Linked DNA regions of Mus musculus: all the other regions are linked to region 1. A link is a contact called in public Hi-C data. All regions are on one chromosome and are shown on one strand. Each heading gives the region's core, a stretch centred on a gene start, on an enhancer-like site or on the middle of the called end of the contact. The rest is flanking DNA. Distances are from core to core; before and after follow the strand shown. Region 1 overlaps Sipa1l1 (signal-induced proliferation-associated 1 like 1). Region 2 has its middle 66 kb from the start of Sipa1l1. Region 3 has its middle 85 kb from the start of Sipa1l1.

The links. Hi-C and Micro-C count contacts between places; a contact is called where the count stands out from the background.
Region 2: a contact with region 1 is called in a Hi-C map of myeloid progenitors, with 1.9 times the contacts expected there. The contact joins two enhancer-like sites. A contact is called at or near these places in 5 of 484 Hi-C or Micro-C datasets (cortical neurons, group 2 innate lymphoid cells, macrophages and 2 more), 3 of 115 datasets of contacts at active chromatin or transcription factors (CD8 T cells, the HPC-7 cell line and SST interneurons) and 2 of 9 other capture datasets (adipose tissue and liver).
Region 3: a contact with region 1 is called in a Hi-C map of myeloid progenitors, with 3 times the contacts expected there. The contact joins two enhancer-like sites. A contact is called at or near these places in 1 of 15 datasets of contacts at CTCF or cohesin (the NIH/3T3 cell line), 2 of 484 Hi-C or Micro-C datasets (cortical neurons and myeloid progenitors) and 3 of 115 datasets of contacts at active chromatin or transcription factors (SST interneurons, bone marrow-derived macrophages and kidney).

The regions. Positions count from the first base shown.
Region 1 is chr12:82,384,426-82,388,608 of GRCm38.p6, reverse strand. It overlaps Sipa1l1 (signal-induced proliferation-associated 1 like 1), which reads right to left. Exons shown (of 21, transcript NM_172579.3): 6 at 3,855-3,958; 7 at 897-1,054. Among named protein-coding and RNA genes, the nearest start is that of Gm30916, 5.2 kb to the left of the region's middle. Within about 2 kb of position 1,383, at least 33 of the 459 cell types and tissues checked have an H3K27ac peak or open chromatin away from gene starts, as enhancers often do. A contact at or near this core is called in myeloid progenitors, where this site is marked.
Region 2 is chr12:82,243,374-82,247,637 of GRCm38.p6, reverse strand. It overlaps a transcript of Sipa1l1 not described here. Among named protein-coding and RNA genes, the nearest start is that of Sipa1l1, 66 kb to the left of the region's middle. Within about 2 kb of position 2,202, at least 138 of the 459 cell types and tissues checked have an H3K27ac peak or open chromatin away from gene starts, as enhancers often do. A contact at or near this core is called in myeloid progenitors, where this site is marked.
Region 3 is chr12:82,224,118-82,227,983 of GRCm38.p6, reverse strand. It overlaps a transcript of Sipa1l1 not described here. Among named protein-coding and RNA genes, the nearest start is that of Sipa1l1, 85 kb to the left of the region's middle. Within about 2 kb of position 1,918, at least 161 of the 459 cell types and tissues checked have an H3K27ac peak or open chromatin away from gene starts, as enhancers often do. A contact at or near this core is called in myeloid progenitors, where this site is marked.

The DNA of each region.
Region 1 (4,183 bases), core at 134-2,633:
AAAATATAATTAAATTATAATTTCAAAATTCAGAAAAACAATTAAAAACAAAATTAGTACATGGCTTGCACTGTTTTCATTGGACAATGCTGATTTAGATAAAGGATTGAAAAGAAAAGGGTTACTTTAAAATACATTGTATGGGAGGAGGGTGGAGAGATGGCTCAGCTATTAAGAGTACTGTGCTTCCAGAGGTCCTGAGTTCAACCCCTAGCAACCACATGGTGGCTCACAACCATCTGTAATGGGATTTGATGCCCCCTTCTGGTGTGTCTGAAGACAGCTACAGTGTACTCATATGCATAAATTAATAATTAAAAAAGTGCATTGTATGGCAGTCCACTAGCCATACTTCCCAGTGTTTAAAGGGGTTTCACTGTCTACCTACATGATAGTATGAAATCCTTTGACAAATCTAGTAGACAGCACAGGAGAAATGCTCAAGGTATTTGAAACAATTACAACAAATGTCTAATAAAACACAAAAAAAAGCCTTTAAGAGTATGCTTAGAAATGTTAGCGTGAAGGGCTTTTTAATAGCAACAATAAAAAAATGAACTTCTATTTATTATGAACATTCATCTCTGTTCTTGCCTTGCCAAAAGGAATATATAATTAGCAGCATGAGTAACTAGTTAGTTGGTGACCAGATGGTGTGGATGAGGGACAGCACCTAAGGAGGAGGTGCAAATGGAAGGACAGGTGTCTAACCACAAGCCCAGGGAATGCCAGTACCGCCAGTGACATCATCATGTGAATTTAGCCAACTGTGCACACAATGCAGAGCTAAAGATGACAGCAACAGACATCCCACATACTCCAGAACACAGAGCTGGGGGGGAGGGCTGCATAGCCATCACCCACCACTCACTCAGCCACTGCAGCTCGATGCCTACCTGTAACAGACACTCTCAGTGCAAGGGTTGTGAGCCCGGACAATGACAAAAACATGCTGAAAGTGAGACCGGATGTTTTTCGGGCTGAATGGTTGTGCTCCAGGCTCTTGGAAAACTATTGTCACAATGTCATTCCCAATGTGCCGCTTCCTCAGGAGCTACAAGAAAACAAGCAAGTATGAGCGTGAGCACGATGCTTAGAGACAGCCTCTACCACTGCCTATGTTGAAGGCATCTAGTCCACGAGGTAGGCCGTCCGGTGCAGGGATCACAGCAGATCCTGTCAGTATTCCAGCCTGTCTTAGCATCCTCTCCAAAGGAGGAACATGGATGGAATTGGATATTCTAAAATTTGCATAAAGGATATAGCCATTCAAACAAAGCTAACTAAAAGTAGACTTGCCCAGAACCTCAGTTTCTATAGCAACAGTTGTGTTCTGTTTTCAGGCAAGAAACTTGCCATTGGGAAAGAGCTTTAGAGATGAGGAACGGCTGAGATAATTACAACACGATTATGTCAGTTTCCTTTCCAGAGCATGTGCAAGGGGTTTCCTGGTAGACGGTTTGTGTTGCAAGCTAGGAACATAGAAATCCATACTATTCCACAAGTAATGATTTAAAGGCAGGTTAGGGCTAAGGTTTGAACACCTTCCTTAGTTGCAGAGCCCTGCTTCAGTCTCCCTTCTGACTCCTGCTCTCACACAGTGTTTCAGACTCAGGCACATCAAGCCAGTCAGTTCTTCGGAGGAGGACAGTGTGATTATCCTATAAAAAATTGGAGTGACGTCTGCTTTTCTCATCTTTGTTTTATGGACGCTCTTGGAAACAAAACAAGTAAAAATCACAACAACTAACTATGCTACACACAAACCTATACAACTCATTTTTTATTTAAGTTCTCTAGGGATATTAAAGCATGGAAATTACATAAAACCAATAACTTAGTGTTGGCCTCCAGCTGGAAGACAGCAGCCTTTTAGATTAGAGTTGGAAGTTTAGAGAAAAATGTCTGGGAAGAATACTTTAAAAAAAGCCTTCTGTTTTATTTTATGGTAGAATGTTCTGCATGCATGTATATCTGTGCATTGCATGCATGCTTGATACTTGTAGAGGCCAGCAGAGGGTGTTGGACCCCCTGAAACTGAAGTTATAGATCATTGTAAGGCACCAAGTGGATGTGGGAACTAAGCCTGAGTCCTCCGGAAGGGCACCAAGGTGCCAAGCTGATTCTGCAGCCCCGGGAAACATACTTTCAACCTTAGGAATTTGAAAGCACTTCAAGTTATCACCCAGTGAGGAAGTTTACTTTATTTCTAAGTATCAGACAGGATGGAGATGAAGCCTGGTGTGAACTGATTGCTATTTAGAATGTAGCAAAACGTTCAAATTATAGTGAAACAATGAATAAAAGCAAACATCACCTCTCCACTTTACACATATGTCAGTATCTTTTTTTCTGCAAGATCATTCTTCAGTATGTCTTGATATGTGGAATTCATGTTTTTATAAGGATTCAAACCCATTTGTCTTATGCTAAATATAAACAAAGCTGTATTTATTTAAAATACATGTAAAATATTTTAAAAGATATTCTCTTTAAATGTATTTCTATGTATAAAGTTATCTACACAGAAAAAAAAATTAGCTAGAGAATAAAAATTCTTAGTATGTAGCAGGAGAGATTAACATTTTTATTTAGGACTGTAATGTTTTTGCTTTCATTGATTCCCCAAATTAAACTATGTACACAGTTGTGCACTGAAATGGTAACTTACTGTGCCCAGCACTTCAGCAGCTACATCCTGATAGTGAATACAGTACCTGACTGACAGATCTCATGTTTTCTGCAAAGCAACAGCTCCTTTTTCCCTCAATGATTATTCATTAGTGTTTACTTTCTCTCTCTCAGAATGGTGTTTTCCACTCAGAAGTCTATAAACCGTGCAGAGTCTAGGCCAGAGATGGGCTTACTGAGATGGGCTTACTGAGATGGGCTTACTGAGATGGGCTTACTGAGATGGGCTTACTGCAGATTTATGGCTACTCACTGTTGTCTTTCCTATTTTTGATCACTTTGGTAACTAACCTGGAAAAGCAAAGCTTGTTTACTTAGGCTTGAGAGTGAACCCAAAGCAGCAAGGTGTGAGGTTAGCTGAGTGATGGACTAAGGAGCCCTGATCCACTCTGCAGCTGGCCCTGTTAGTACAACAGACAATGAAACATTGCATACTTGGTGTGCAATGGGTATGTTAGGAGACAATGTGTGCTTTTGGCTTCTTCTCAGGTTCAATCTGACATTTATTTTGAACTAGTTTCCCAAATCGTGACTGCTGATATTGTCCAAACAGAACTGTCAGCTTCCATCTTCCTCCATGAGAGTCTGTACATCCTGGTTCCTTCACTCCTCTTGTGCTTGGTGACAAGGAGTGTCCCTGATCTCTGCAGGACTCAGTGCAGTTACATTTGACTTTATCAGTTCTATTCCTTGCCACTTCCTGATGAGGAAGAACATGGCTCTGGATCCTACTGACACTCTCCCTGGCATTCTTGCTGCTGTGTTCAATTTCCCTTGGACTCTAGATGAAGCATCAGCACTCCCTGGTTTAAGCCCTGGCTTCTTGAGAGGAATCTTTGCCCACTTGTGTAGGCCCTTTGCAGAGTCATCCAATCATGGTGACCTCAACTTGTTCTCTTCAGATCTCATGAAAACCTCCATCCCCGGTGTGAAAAGCAAATGATTAATTCACAAAGCCGTCCAGCTGGCTGTTAACCTAGAATTTGAGTCTCTTCATTTGTTTTCGGCTCACTCGCTATTCCCTGCTTTCACAAAGCACAAAGCGCCCTGCTGCTGTGACAGGTGCAATACTACATTCTGGCTGCAGATTTCGCACACTCACCACTCAGGCTTCTGGGGGAAATAAGTGCAGTAAGTGGAGCACGGACGACAGCAGCTCTTACCTGTTGCTTGTTGTTAGGTGTGTAGGGCAGCATGGTGGAGACGTGGAACATTATCTCATAGTCTTTGTAGGTTGTGTACAGAGAGTGGGTTCCAGTGGAGTCAGCTACAGTTCAGGAAAAATAATACAACAGGTGAGACGACTGTGAGGCCTGGAAAAGAACTCACCAAGAGAACACCTTCAAAAACGACCGAGAAAGTAAAGAGCTGATCGATGTAAGGCTCTCATAGGTGTTTTGACTCGTTTTTTAAATACCCAATTCTCTCTTGCACTCCTAAGAAGTCTATAGATGGGTACTTTCTCAGAATGGATGTTTTCTAGAAAATCTGT
Region 2 (4,264 bases), core at 953-3,452, 140 kb after region 1:
TTTATGAAAAGGGAGAAAGAAGGAAACACATTATCTTAGCAACCTGTTGAGATGTAACCTTTGAGAGTCAACAGGAATTCAGAGCTAATGAGATAGTTAACTGCTTACTCTCCTCTAGAGAAGCCCATAGATATACTTGGGTAGGTCTCAGTCCCGCCCAACATTCTTCAACTACGGCTATGCGTAACTTTCTTCTAAAAGCCTCTCTCTCTTGTAAACCCCATGCTTAAACTTATATTAAGATATGCTTAATAAAATCTCCAACTTGATTTCACTGAACTGGCCAATCCCGAAATTCTTTTCAGCCTCAAAGTCACCAATCCTGGTCTGGCCTGAGTTGAGGCTCTAAAAGTCTACAGGAAGTCTTAGGCTAGTGATGGTAGCAGAGTGAGGGCTTTCACAGAGTGGTGTCTGGCTTGGGACATGCGCCCATCACAGAGGCACAGCCCTAGGCCACTGCTGTGGTGCCTTTCACCAAAAATTCTCAGCCTTTCTTCTCACAGCTGAAGTGACTGGAAGACTTTAAAAGGCCTGTACACATTTGCTTTGATTTTCCTTGTTCCTTCATATGACAGGCAGATATTAAAGAACTGGACATTTAAGAGTTAGGGCTTAGAGATGTGCGACTCAGAGACAGAATGTCTGCCTAACACTCCCAAAGTTCTTGGATTGAGAGTCAGGACTACAAGGGAGGGGGAAAGACTAAGAAGACATTCAAATGCGGTTGCACATACAGGGAAAAATTTAAAAGCACAGCAAGCATTGTGTATCTAATGGCAGATCACCAAAATATTTTAAAATCCTGAAAACAAGGGCTAGCTCTATAGCAAGTGCTAGACTTTAGCTCTCTACTTTCAATACTAAATAGAAGTGGGCTGAACAGAAGGAAGCATAAGCAAGCAACTACACCCACTGCACACAGAGCACTAGCAGGCCAATCGTGGCCTCTCTTCTCTAACATTGTCCAGAATAAACCAGAGTCAGACCAGGAAGTAGGTCGCAATAAACTGTTAAAGCTAGATATGATGCAAAATATCTTCCCCAACCACAACAGAAAAAAGTTAGAAGTCAGTTACAGGAATAAAGCCAGAAAAACCATAAAATCATCATCAATATTGAGCAATACATTAGTAAACAGCTAACTGAAACAAGAGAATAAAATACAACATTTCAAAACACAAGATATTACAGCGGAGACAGGGCTAAATGTACAGTACTCGATATAAAGGGAACGCCAAGTCACTGAGCTAATACAAATTATAGAACCAGAAAGACAAGAAACTAAACAGAAGCTAGGAAGAGAGAAAGAAATGACAGAAGCAGAAATAAACAGAACAGAGAGAAGGAAAAACAATGAGAAAAAGCAGAGACCAAAAGTTTATTCTGGGGAGGAGGGGGGAGTAGAACTCTCCAGTGTGGAAGGTTCACAGTTACTAAGATCATACAGTAAGGCAAAGCGAGGACGGTTCTCGTTACTAAAACCACGAACAGAGTGGGGACGGTTTACCTGAGTTCACAGAAACAAAGGGCTGTTAGGAAAGCTAGCAAGTCGGATAACTTACATTACGTAGACAGGTTTCTAGAACCACAAAGTGTACCAAAGCTATATTATGAAGAATATAAGTTTAATGAGCTGTGACTAGTGAAAAGCAGAAAGCAGAAACCAAAACAAAAATCTCCTGACAAAGAAAGGGTTTGAACTAAGTCGTTTTCCAGATGAACATTTAAAAGACAATCCTAAAGCGTTCAAAAGCCTGGAGAGAAGGGCTTACCTCTGCACACATCCTTACGGGCCATAGCCTGTGGATGCCAGCTCTAAACAACACTGTAAGAAACCTACAGGCAGGAGCTCTAATGGGCACAAATAACAAGAAGCCTCAAGAAAATGCTAGTAAACTGAACTGAGCAGTATAGTTACAGGATTATAGACAGGAGCCCAAGTAGAAATGGTTCCTGGAATGTACAGAGGTTTGCTACATGCAAATCAATCTGCAATAGACCACATCAACGAGAACCAATGAAACACCTCCCCCTCCCCATGATCAGTTCAACTGATGTAAAGGGAAAAGCAATTGACAAAATGCAATACTCCTCACAATGAAAACAAGAACAAACTGGCAATAGAAGAAAAGCACCCAACTTAATCGAATCATGAAAACCCACAATGACGCTCAGAGATGACAAAGCATTTCCTCAGAGACCAGAAACAAGGTACGGATGTGACCACAGCCTCACTTCTACCCACTAGAGTATCGGAAGGTCTGACCAGAGGACTCAGGCGAGAAAAAGAAACAGACATTCAAGCTGTAAAGAAAAACTAAGCTTATCTCGATCTACAGATATTACATGCAAAGTCCAAAAGAGGCCACAAAAATAAAACTGAACTCACACATGAATTTGGATACTTGGCTGGGTACAAAATTGAGCTGCAATCCCTATACAGTGAGCATTAGGAAAGAACACTGAAAACATAATTCTACCCACACTAAGTTCAAAGAAAACAGTGAAAACTGTGACCAAAGCAGAAAAAGACATAAGAGGACCCCTCCCCACAGTGTGCACAGAATAGATGTAATTGTTATGATGCCATACTACCTAAAGCAATCCACAGCTATAATCCAATCCTTATCTAAACTCTGGGACATTTTCTACCCCCACCCCTTACAAAAAAAAAAAAAAAAATCCTACAATGGAGTTTCAGGAAAGCAAATAGCCAAAGTGATCTAGAAAACGGACCTAACAAGTGTGATGGGAGGCACCACACCTGCTAGTATCAAACAAATTAGAAAGCTACAGTAATCAAAACAGTGTGATCATAGCATCCAGACAGACATAAAAACCAGCCAGAGCACCCAGAACCAAGCAACCCCTCAGAGAGAAGGTCAACGGGCTCACCAAGGCTGCTGAGATCATTGCCTGATAGTCTCATTCAACGAGTGCCATGCCTCGGGGCCAAAGGACTCTCTGCAGGCCACACAATCAAACAGGAACTCTACATACCAAGCCTTAATTTAAAGTATGTTAAAAGATGTATATGCAAAACCCTAAAACGGGAACTTTACATGCAAACCCTAAAAGTGTGTCAAAGATGCATATGCAAAACCCCAAAAGAAAACCTCCCTGAGAAAAAGGTCATGGATTCACTGCGTGGTATTTGACCTCTGACAAGACAATAAGAAGAAAATTAAGACATGAAGTTTCTCATAAAAATTCAGCTTTGACTCTGCAACTCCCTCCATGGGTGCCCTGCTCCCACTTCCAAGAAGAGGCAAAGCGTCCACACCTTGGTCTTCGCTCCTCTTGAATTTCATGGGTTTAGCAAATTGTATCTTCTATCTTGGGTATCCTAAGTTTCTGGGCTAATATCCACGTATCAGTGAGTGCATATAGTGCGAGTTCCTTTGTGATTGGGTTACCTCACTCAGGATGACACCCTCCAGGTCCATCCATTTGCCCAGGAATCTCACAAATTCACCCCTTTCAATAGCTGAGCAGTACTCCATTGTGCAAATGCACCATATCTCCTCATCCATTCCTCTGCCGAGGGGCACCTGGGCTCTTTCCAGCCTCTGGCCACTACAAACAAGGCTGCTATGAACATAGTGGAGCATGCGTCCCCCCTACCGGCCGGGACATCCTCTGGATACATGCCCAGGAGAGGCACTGTGGGATCTTCCGGTAGTACCATGTCCAACTCTCTGAGGAACCGCCAGACTGATTTCCAGAGTGGTTGTACAAGCCTGCAATCCCACCAACAATGGAGGAGTGCTCCTCCCTCTCCACACCCTCGCCAGCATCCACTGTCACCCGAATCGTGACGAAGGGATGGACCATCTAGTGATTGCCATATACAGGGATCCATCCCATGGTCAGCTTCCAGGCGCTGACACCATTGCATACACTAGCAAGATTTTGCTGAAAGGACCCAGATGTAGCTGTCTTTTGTGAGACTATGCCGGGGCCTAGCAAACACAGAAGTGGATGCTCACAGTCAGCTATTGGATGGACCACAAGGCCCCCAATGGAGGAGCTGGAGAGATTACTCAGGGAGCTGGGGGGAACTGCAGCCCTATAGGTGGAACAACAAGTGTGAACTAGCCAGTACCCTGGAGCTCTTGTCTCTAGCTGCATATGTATCAAAAGATGGCCTAGTCGGCCATCACTGGAAAGAGAGGCCCATAGGACTTGCAAACTTTATATGCCCCAGTGCATGGGGAACCCCAGGGCTGGGGGGGAGGGGGGGGGAGGGGATTGGGGGGTGGGT
Region 3 (3,866 bases), core at 669-3,168, 160 kb after region 1:
AAATTAACATACTTCTGGCAAGAGTTATAAAATTATTAATTTGTGTCCCCATTGACTTCAAGTGAGTACAAAACATGGTCTCTCCACTGCAAAGTGGTGTGTGCATACATGTGAATGCTAGGGGTGAGAAGAGAAAAAAGTGTCTCTAGGCCACAGAGTGGGGCCTGGCAGTCCCCACTGGATAGTGACAGTGACATTGACACTGATGAAATGATGCTCTCTGTGACATGCAGGGAGAAAGGAGTGGGAGGTGAAGAGTACTACATTTTACAGAACATTTCAAACTCCACATGTACAGATATGAGTCTATGCTGGGGAACAGGTACAAAGAGCACATGGGGGTCTAGAACTTTCTAAAGCACACAGTCTAACCTATAATGCACATAGATGCGACAGGAACAGAGCACACAGCTCCCTGTTCCTCCACACCCAGCCGTCTTCACTAGATGTGATTAAACCAGAGGCCTCTGCTGTTATGTGATGAGGCGGTCACTTGGCATGAAGAGTTTCTGCTGCTCTTGTAGAGCAGGGAGTGTGGCTCCCAGTACCCACAGCAGGCAGCTCAGGAGTCTTTAAACCCAGTGATCCCGTGCTGTCCTCTGACTCCACGGGCACTGAGCTCATGTGCCCATATCCACACACAGACAGACACATATACACACAGCTATAAAGTTAAGTAAATCTTTAAAAGAAAGAAAAGAAAGGGATGACGACTACCTAGCATGAGGAGGAGGAGGAAGAGCAGGAGTACCAGTGGCCAAACTCTTTCCACACCTGTAGCTGATAATAAGAACAAATCAAACCTAGTGCATCCAGAAGTTTCCATTATGATGTTCATTTAGTCAAGATTCTAAACCTGTCTTCCAATTAACTAATTCCCCTTATAAATAATGAAAGCTACTATGTGAGCGTGTATAATGCCAGACACATCTTGCTCTCTACCTCGTATCATCACAGTGACAATCCCGGGAAATGGCATTGATAACTCCACCTTAGAAGGGAATCCAGGTAAGAACTGTGACATTTTAAACCCTGCCCACAATCAGGTGAGCTCATCCCACCTATCCCCGCCCTGCCCTCCTCTACCACAGCATCCTCCTCTGCTAACAGCTTCCTGCAGGGCTCCCCAGCACTGTGTGGATCCAGGCCTTCTCTTTGTTATTAGACTGAATTCCTCAGCCCACCCCCAACTCCCCCATCAATAGGGAAACTGTTAGCTATGGCTGTGGGGTTTGTTTGTTTTCAAGAAAACAGACTTAAAATAGTTAAGCTGAATAAAAATGGGAACATGAGAAGAGAGAGCAGTGAGAGGAAGAAAAGAAAGTAAAGAGAGGGCAGGTGGTCAGGCTAAGGAGTATCAGAGCACACAGAAATGGAAGGTTTGTGTAGGAATATGAAGCTGGGGAAGGAAATGGAGGCCCAGCCCCCGGGCAGGAGAGGTTTAGGGTGGGGGCAGGGTGAGAAGTGCCTGGAGGAGCCACAGGGGCTGAGTGAGCAGTGTCCTGGGTTCCTTTGGGAGCTGACAGAAGAAACCTGAGCCAGTCCAAAGACCTCGCTTCCTAAGTAAATTGACCTTTTGTAAAGTCACACTAGAGTAAGTACTGACATGGGATAAAGTGAACTTTTAGATGCCCACAACGTGTGCCAGTACCTTCATGCCAAGGTCTCCTTTGGTTTTAGGTAACTAGAAGGCACTTTAATGGCAAGCTCATGGCCTACAGAAGGCAAACACATTTAGGAAATGAGTTCTTAATGACCACTATGCCAAAAGGCACCACATGCATCTGCAGTGTCTCTGAGCACTTGGCAACAGGCAGTTGGCACACTGCAACAAGTGGTCGGTATGAGCACACATCAACAGGCAGTCGGTATATGTCAACGGGCAGTCAGTACACAGCAACAGGCAGTCAGCAGAAGTCCTTGTCATACACAGGAAACAGATGGAGTGGATAGCACTAACAGATAGTCAACTGCCTCTGTCTTCCCCCTCTAGACCCCAAGAAACACCCAGTTAATGACGTCATGAAGACTAGAAAAGCAGAAGCTCCTAACTGAGAGACAGCAGGATTTGCATATGCACCAAGGCACACTAGCAGTAGGGAGTGGTCAAACAGAAAGGGCAGAAACTCCTAAGTCAGCTCTAAGTTAGTTCCCTTATTCTCAAAAGTGAGAGCAACCACAGCCAGTGAGAGCCATTTGCACTCAACAGCCTAACATTTACCAGATCTAAGACTCTGAGCAAAGAAACCTGAGTCTCCAAAGATCTACCAACACTGACTTTCCTTCAAAGAGCTTCGAAACTCACTGCAGTCTTTAAAGGAGGGAAATCCAAATCAAGTGTAGGGCAATCCAACAACTTCAAGGAATGCAAAAGAACACAACAGCTAGAAGATCAAAGGGGTCCAGGAAAAGAATCTGGACATAAAGATTTCCAGTACAGTGGAGCCTAGGACTGCAGCTCAGTGGAGTACAGGGGATGCGCAAGGCCCTGGGTATGATGGCCAGCATATGTATCCAGGTAGTGAATAGAACCAATACAATTTGGGGAGAAAAAAAAAAAACAAAACAGAATTAAAACAGAACAGGCTACTGTGCGTGGAGTTTGAGAGAACAGAGTATAAACTATGAAAATGTTTTAAACTCAAGTCTTACAAAGCTCTATGGAGATGGCATGGAAACTTTGTGTTGAGAACCACAGATAAATTGCTAAGGCAAGCTCCGAGGTTCTGCAGTGGCTCACTATCTATCTATTGATACCTGCCATCCAGTACTGTCTGCCTCCTTCTTAAGACACGGGCAGATGCCGACAGCAACAACCATCTCTGGGATCAACCACCAATTATGAAGATGACCATCTAACCTCAGCATCTAACCTAATCTCGCCTCTGAGTTGTTGCTGATACATAAGTCATGTGAATACTCACTTTTAAATACACAGTGTATCAAAAAGCTCGGAAGTCCTGTACTTCTATCTAGCTGGTGAAGCATGAACAAGGACACTGATTGGCTCAAAGCAAACCGCGATAGCACTTGGTGATGGAGCTGAAAACTTGGGTTTATGTGCATACGGTTCAGAACTTACAAACAATACCTACATTAAAAACTAATAACCTTCAACAAATTAAGTTTAAAGAACTATGTTAACTTTTAGCTATTTAAGTCTACTTAGATCATAAACCTTTCAAGGTAAAAATCCACGTGCAAACTTGTTATACCTGGTAAGGCTCAGAAGAGCAAAGTGAGGCGTGCAAGCCTTCGATACTGACAAGCTCTGAGGAAACTGAAGGAGAAGGATCAGAAGCTCAAGGGGACCTGGTCTGCAGAGAAAGGCCCTGTCTCAAAAACTAGTGATAGTAATAACATACATATAAAATACATTTAAAAAAAAAACCTACCATGTGGGAGCAGTAAGGTGTCAGCGGGTGCTTGCTGCCACACTTAATGGCCTAAGGACTGTCCCTGGGACCCACACTGTAGAAGAGAGAACCAACTCCTACATGCTGTCCTATGACCTCCACACGGGCAACACTGTCACACCTACATATACACAAACTAAATAAGTGCAGTAAGAAATTTCAATCCACAGATTTCAAGCTGTGAGATAGCTTGCTGGGGTGAGGGCGCCTCCTGTGCAAGCCTTTGGACCTAACCTTGAGTGTCAACACCTACAGAAAAAGCCAGTCTGTGTGTGGCTGTAATCCCAGCTCAGTGCAACCATGACAAAAGATTCAGACAGCTTGAGACGCTAAGATTGCTGGAGGTCACCAGAACCCTCCTCAGGCTTCTGTATTCACATGTGTGCACAAACACATGCACAAGCACGTGTGTATGTGCATGGGGTTCACACCACATATTCACATGTGCGT